Linked DNA regions of Mus musculus: region 1 is linked to region 2. A link is a contact called in public promoter capture Hi-C data. All regions are on one chromosome and are shown on one strand. Each heading gives the region's core, a stretch centred on a gene start, on an enhancer-like site or on the middle of the called end of the contact. The rest is flanking DNA. Distances are from core to core; before and after follow the strand shown.

The links. Promoter capture Hi-C pulls out the DNA fragments that hold promoters and counts their contacts.
Region 1: a promoter capture Hi-C map of hematopoietic stem and progenitor cells shows a contact between it and region 2, with 2.3 times the contacts expected there. The contact joins the promoter of Cdh15 here to the enhancer-like site in region 2. A contact is called at or near these places in 7 of 39 promoter capture datasets (the 3T3-L1 cell line, 3T3-L1-derived adipocytes, hematopoietic stem and progenitor cells and 3 more), 3 of 15 datasets of contacts at CTCF or cohesin (the G1E-ER4 cell line, large pre-B cells and pro-B cells), 4 of 484 Hi-C or Micro-C datasets (the Ba/F3 cell line, the HL-1 cell line, bone marrow-derived macrophages and 1 more), 8 of 115 datasets of contacts at active chromatin or transcription factors (DN3 thymocytes, the HPC-7 cell line, T-cell acute lymphoblastic leukemia and 5 more) and 5 of 9 other capture datasets (adipose tissue, embryonic stem cells, liver and 2 more).

Annotation. Positions count from the first base shown.
Region 1 is chr8:122,846,260-122,849,729 of GRCm38.p6, forward strand. Cdh15 (cadherin 15) reads left to right here and starts at 2,115. Exons shown (of 14, transcript NM_007662.2): 1 at 2,115-2,270. The coding sequence starts at 2,229.
Region 2 is chr8:122,718,374-122,721,884 of GRCm38.p6, forward strand. No RefSeq gene overlaps it. Among named protein-coding and RNA genes, the nearest start is that of Gm10612, 22 kb to the left of the region's middle. Within about 2 kb of position 2,183, at least 101 of the 459 cell types and tissues checked have an H3K27ac peak or open chromatin away from gene starts, as enhancers often do. A contact at or near this core is called in the Ba/F3 cell line, DN3 thymocytes, the G1E-ER4 cell line and 6 more, where this site is marked.

The DNA.
Region 1 (3,470 bases), core at 865-3,364, 130 kb after region 2:
CTAGTCCAGGGACCCACATGTGACTCCGGCTACTGTGCTGGGTCTTTCTGTGTCAGTTGGACTTAAGCTAGAGTCCTCAGAGAGGAGGGAGCCTCAACTGAGAGAATGCCTCTAGAAGACTGGGCTGCAGCCAGGGCTGTAGTGATGGATGGGGGAGGATCCAGATGGGTGGGGTCACTCCTGGGCTGGTGGTCCTAGGTTCTGTGAGAAAGAGCAAGCCAGTAAGCTGTACTCTTTCATGAACTCAGAATCGGCTCCTGCCTACAGGTTCCTGCCCTGTATGAGTTCCTTCCCTATTTCCCTCAGTGCTGGGTTTACAGACTGTTTCATCTGCTCTGCAGGATCTCGTGTGGGAATTCTCATTCTCTCTCCCTCTTTCCCCATCTCCCCCACATCCTTCCTCTCTCCCCCCTCTTCCTGTCCTTCTCCCAAGTCCAGAGGACAGCATATAGGGCCAGCCATATAGGGGCTGCACCCAGCAGGAGGCCAGAGGAGGAAGGAACAACCTTGGTTGAGATGGGAGGGTGTTCCCTTGACCGAAGCCGTGGAGCTGGGCATTGAGGGATGCGTAGGAGTTCTCTAAGTAACAGCGGAAGGAAAGCATGCTCCAGGCAGGGCACCTCAAAGAGCATGGTGACCGTGGAGGAAAGGGGTGGACAAAGAGCACTTGGAGGTGAACTAACAGCTGTGCGTCAGAACGGCTGTTGGGGCAGAATGGGGGGAAAGGTGTTGTGGTGGACCAAGAGCCACCTGGACGTCTTCATCCAGGCTGATACAGATCTATTGGGGTCGGATCAGCATAGGGTCAGATGGGTGTGAGCGCAGGCAAGTTGGAAAGCCTCTAGCTTGTGGGTAGTTTAAAGCCACTGGACCAATGGAGGCCTGAGGGAGAGAGTGAGGAGGGAAAGCCCAACCAGCCTGGAGTCCCTGGCCACTGGGCCACACACTGCCTGGGGAAGGGGCTGGGAACTCTGGCTAAGCTGACGGGGTTCAGGAAACATGGGCACAAGCCTGGTGCAGCCTTTCTAGTCAGGGACTGGGACCTCAGTCATGTATGTAAATCAACCAAGTCTCTACCAATGCCCGCGGGATCTGTCCAGGACAGTGGAGTGGACCAGCAGGGACCAGGCACCCTCCCTTCGTGCCTGTCTTGGGCCTTGGATCCAGTAACGTCTCCTGCCTTCTTCAGTGCAAGCCAGAAGGATCACGCCCATGGCCGGCTGATGTCAGCGAGGGCCATCCAGAAGCTATCAGCAAAGAAGATATCCCACAAAATCATGGTGACTGCTGCATACATGTGGTGTGGCGGGAGATGCAGGGGGTAGGCAAAGGAGCTCTGGCCAAAGGCAGAGTGGCCCGTGGGGTGAGACCTGGGCCTGAACCCCTTAAGAATAAGCCACATGCCAGTCTTTCTTGCCCTTCACTCAGCCTTCAGGAGCCTCTGATGTGTTCTGGAAGAGCAAACCTGAACAGGCAATCCAAACGTGACCCCCAATCCTCCTGCTCCTTCCTCTGGGTTAGGGGCCACTTTGGGGTTTTTTGGTTTTGCTTTTTGTTTTTTGAGACAGTTTTTCTACATTGTCTGGGCTGGCCTAGAACTCACTATGTAGAGCAATCTGGCCTCTAACTCATAGGGATCTGCCTGCCTCTGGATTAATATTAAAGGTATGGGCTACTGTGCTTGGCTCCCTCCATTCTTCTACAAGCTTGGGTCTCTCTGGACAGCTGCCACAGGCCTCAGTCCCAGCCTACGGCATGCTGAGTTCTTCCCCAATGTCCACTCCCCGCCCCCCTACATGCTGTCACTCAGTCCAGGAGCCCCCTACAACACATGTGCTGACCTCAAAACTTTACAGAGCCTCCCTCAGGCACTGATCACATATGCTGTCACTCAGATCGCCCCCCCCCCCCCATCACTTTGCTCTGGCTCTGCCTTGCATCTTTCACACTACACTCTTGTGGCTGTCCAGGCCCACCTACATGTGCTGTCACTCATCTCTGATCCCGCCCATGACTCTGCCCCCCATGCAGTCACTCAGCCCTAGCCCTGCCCAGACCCCGCCCTGGCCCCGCCCCACCACACACGTGCAGTCCCTTGGCCTGCTCCCCAAGCACTTGCGCTGTCACTCAGCCCAATGCTCTCAGCGTGGGGGTAGAAGAAGCACCACCGCCCGTTCCACCGGCCGCCCAGTCGGCCACTTGTCCTCGGCTCTTCCGCCACTGCCTCAATGGGTTCTGCTCTGCTCCTCGCCCTCGGGCTGCTTGCCCAGGTAAGCTTGTAAGCCCTGTGGCATCCCTTCCTCTAGCTTTGGGATAGCTTTCCTGGGACCACTGGCCTGGAGTGTCTTTGGGGGAACCTGAGAGCTGCGGCCTGCAGTGTCCAGGGTGGGCCGCACTCTCTGAAGCATTGTAGGAAGGGGTGTCCTGTGTTTAGGGGCTTCCAGAGGGAGGGCGACTGACCTGCACATCAGTGAGCAAAATGGTTCAGGACTGGAAGCATCTCTGAGGCACGGGAACAGCCATTGGGCTGTCCCTTCAGTCTGGAAGCATATCACAGGTGCTCCCTGGAGCCTCCCAGAGCCTAAGGGTGGCCAGTCTTGAGAGGTCTTTCTATTCCAGAGCACGAGGCAGAGAGAAGGGGCAGAAAGCCACAGTGTCTGTAACACTTATGCCCCTGGTTGGTCTTGGTGGTGCCTGAGTCTCTACCCAGTGGTCCTAGAGGAGCTGCAACGCTTCCCTACAGGACCTAAGAATCCAGAGAAAATAACTCCAGGCCAGAGTAGCCCAACACACTCTCAGTTCACACTGCCTTTGACCTGACCGGGCCAGCGGCTGTGCCTGGATCCGCCTGGAGATGGAGTGATCTGTGGTCCCCAGATCAGTCAGTCTCTGGTACCCTGTCTTCTTAACATGGCACAAAGAAGGATGGGTAAAGCCCAGGTCCCCAGTTTTTCCTGCTGTTGGCAGTCCTCAGACTGGCTGCTGAATGGTCCTGGACTGGCCAGAACGGGAATGTGGATTCTGTGGTCCCTGCCAGGGTCCCTTTCCACAGAGATGTGCACTGAGGCTGTGGCCAGCCTCTGCGCCCAGAGGCAACAGGTGGCGAGCACAAAGAATTGCTGTGTGTGGAGAGAGGTCAACCAGCATTGCATGGGTGTGTGGTGGGGGGTCCGTCCCTTCCGGGAACACACTTCAGGACTTCCTTGGTTCCCTCAAATTCCCACAAAGCCTTGCAACTCTACTCAAGTTTCAGTTCTCGGCAGCTGACAGGAGCCTGGCCAGAGAGCCCCCCTTGCAGCTGGCCCTGGGTCATCAGCCCTACACTTCCAACCAGCAACACCCCAGCTTTGGGGGCCCACATTCCCTTACCTGGGCACATCTGCTAGGCTAGTTAAGACCCAACACAGAACCCCAGTCTTGTGCATAACGCCCTGACCCATCAGAGCCCCCTCCATACCCTGGGCTGGGAT
Region 2 (3,511 bases), core at 933-3,432:
GAGAATGGCCAGACCCTTTTGTGTGTTGGGAGAGCCGTAGGGCAGGTGACTCATCAATCAAGGAGGATCTGACCCCCAGATCTTCCTGAGCTGCTTGGGTGGGATCAAAGTTTCACCATCTCCAAAGAAAGAGGAAGGATGAGGGGACTTCTCCTCCCTATAACCTTTGACCTTTCTCTTCGTCATGACAAAAATCACTTGGAGTTCTGCTGGGCTCCAGGACTTTCTAATCCCCTATTTCAGGTCAGGCCTCAGTGGACTCACCAGATCCTTATAGGAACATCTGGGTCAGCTGGGCAGCTGGGCTCCTCCATGGGTGAGGTGGGACTTGCCGAAGCTCAGGTTTTTGAACGGAGGCTCAGGACCCCCAGGAAGAAGGATGGACATCTAACTGTGAGGCCCCGGGAGTCAGAGTACACACTTGGAGATCCACGGCCATGACAGTCGTGTGGCTCTCAGTTTCCCGAACTTGACACCCCTGAACCTATTAGCTGGCTCCAGGCCTGCTGGAGCCTCCTGCCAACGGGCCAATCCCTCCCTGTAAGTTAATCATTCATTCAACAAACGCCCCTTGGGCAGCTTTGGGCAGGAGTCACTACTGAGATCGAAAGTGAACTGGGTCTCCATTGGAGCCGAGTGGGGTTCACAGTGGAAGCTTCCTGAGACTGCTGGAACAGTAGACTCCATAGTACAGGCTTAAAACAGAAGCCAGGTTGGGCAGGTGGCCCAATGGGTAAGAGTATTTGCTGTGAAACCAAGATCTTAGTTCAAATCCCCAGCACCCATGTAAACACGGCTGTTTGGCTGTAACTGCAGTATTGGTAGGTGGAGAAACCAGGCTCAAAGTGGAGAGTTTCAGGTTCAGTCACACACACACACATACACACACACACACACACACACACACACACCTCCCATCACCAATACCTGGATGCCAGGCTGGCTCCATCCTGAAATGCCTGCCTCATGTGGCAGTGCCCATGCCCACGTGTGTCTGAATCTTTCTTTTCTAAGAACGCTGTCAGTGGATCTAGGACCGTTCCACCGCTCTTGCCACAAAGATCCTTCACTTAATGTCACCCACAAAGACCTTTGTAAAAATAAGGTCAATGTTTGCCATTGCAAGGTTTAAGACTCTGACCTGTGGTAGGGGAGTTGATGGTCTTGGACCAGGGAACCGTTGGGGGTGTGTGGGTGGGTGTGGGTGTGGGTCTGGAGTTGACCGGGATGGGGCAGCACAGACTGTCAGAAAAAAGATAAACACAGGGTGGCAGGGAGAGGTGGGGGAGGGCAGTGGGACTTCCAGGCCAGGAGACTTCTTACCCAAGAGGGGCTTCAGGGTACACTTCCCACGTGCTGCCTAAAGGAGGCAGTAAGGGCAGCGTTGCCCCTCTGCAAAGTAGGGCTTAGCAGAGCTCAGCACCAACTCCTTCCAAATTCTGGTGTGCACATGACCTGTCCCAGCCTGCCTGCTGTCCCGCCCTCTCTGTCACAAGTTTCCAGCCAGAAGCAAGTGGCCACAGCTGATAACCTCCCAGAACCTTGGTTTCCTCGTCTGTGAGAAGAAGATAACCACATCTCCTGAAATCAGGGGCTGTGTGGAGACACAGGCCAGGAGCTCTGGACCGACCACAGGCAGGCAGCACAGCCCCTCAGGGCAGCCTCTGAGCCTGCATGGTCAGCCAGCATGGGGGGTAGTCTCAGGGGCTTGTGGGTCAGTCTCCTTAACCACCAAGAGGATGCTGAGCTGACCCATGGGTCACTTGGAGGGGACAGATGGGGTGGGAACCAAAGTCCTGGGTGAGGAGAGAGAAGGGCAGGGAGAAGAAGCCACGAGCGTGGAACCAGGGAGGAAATCATAGCCCCCACTGCAGACAAACACGAACAGAGAGAGGGACCAAAGGGCTAGAGTGGGGCTCCACCTCTCCCGCTTTTCTCCAACGTGGGCAAGGAGCGGGGGAGGGGGGAGTAAGATGTAGGCGACCCACAGACTTGCCTTCTTGCAGAGAAAATATTCCCTGAAAGACATTAAATGAAGTAAATAGGAGAGATAAAAATGGAAATATCAAGGCAGCAACTTCTCTTCTGATTATAAAGCGAGCGGCGGAGGCGGGGTGGGGCGGGCCTGCGGGAGACGCAGCTGCAGCAGCCGGCCGGGCTGATAAGGGCTCTGGCAGCCTGCGCGGGCAAGATAAAGCCAGGCGCCGCTGCCCTCAATCCCGGCCATCATCAATATTCACAGGGCCTGACCAACTGGCATCGCAGATAGAATAAATATAGACTGCCAGCTATTACCGAGACCTTATTAATCCGCTTGCAGGCATTTAAAGGCCGTGGAAAATAGGGGGGGGGGTGAGCGCAACCATCAATAGCTCGACTCATCATCAAATACTTTCCTTACGGTTCCTCTCCTCCCCATTGTCTCAGGGTCTCAACGTTCTCTTAGAGATGAGGTTTTGGCACACAGATGGAGGGGCCAGGTGGGGAGGATTCAAACACCTGGTGGAGGGGATGCCAGGGGGTTACAGCTGTCCCTGGAGTCCTCCTGAGCTCTGAATGCATTCTCAGGGCAGACCTCACCCGCCTTGAGAAGTGTGTGCTGGCATCCAGCGTTCCCCTTCCCTTAAGCTGTCAGAGCCTGACTGGATGCTGGCTCACACAAGCACATTTATCACAGGAAGGGAAAACAGGGACATGCCCAGAGCAGCAGGGTTACTGCTGAAACCGGTCCAGCCAAGGCTGCTCGCCTGCCCAGACCCCACGGCTCCTGGCTGCTACAGTGTGCAATAGGCCTCCTGACTGGGTCTCCTGTGGTCCATTTGACTTCCGTGCCAGTCTCTCTTTGTAAGTGGCCTTGACAGGGGCCAGGCACCCAGGCATCTGGCTCCTTGTCGTCGTCGTCGTTGTCACATCTCAGTGGAGATACTTCCCTCTACAGAGGCCTTCTGCCTGTCACTATTCATACTGAGGCTTCCCCCCCAAACACAACAGGACGCACCATCTGACCCCAGATCTGGGGACAGAGCCCGGCTTGTGGGCACTCCTGGGCACATTGAGAGGGGAAGGAGAAAGACTCACCAGCCTTGGATGCTGGGTGGGGCTGGAGATACAGGATGTATGGGCAGGGAGCCTAAGGGCAGTCAGAAAAGATGCTTCAGGCAGAAGCAATGGATGGAGCAAAGGCTGAAAAGGACGCTCAGCTTGCCTTCTGCCTCTGGCACAGCACACATACCATCCTGGGCACAGATCACGCTTGCAGATCTTGGTTGGACTCCTTAGCTGCATACCTGAGGCAGGATCTTGTGGCAAGCGGCCTTTTGGAAGGTGACAGGGATACGAGGCCAAGGATATAGATCCAGCGGGAGCTTGAACCTGCACACATTCCAGGTGAGATGTCGGAAGTCATGAGGTGTAGAAGCCGTGCACCCCTGATCTACCTGTGGAACCAGGAGTTCCAATGTTCTTATCCCTGCACAAAAGATCCCAATCCCCATCCAAGGATTTGCTTTAT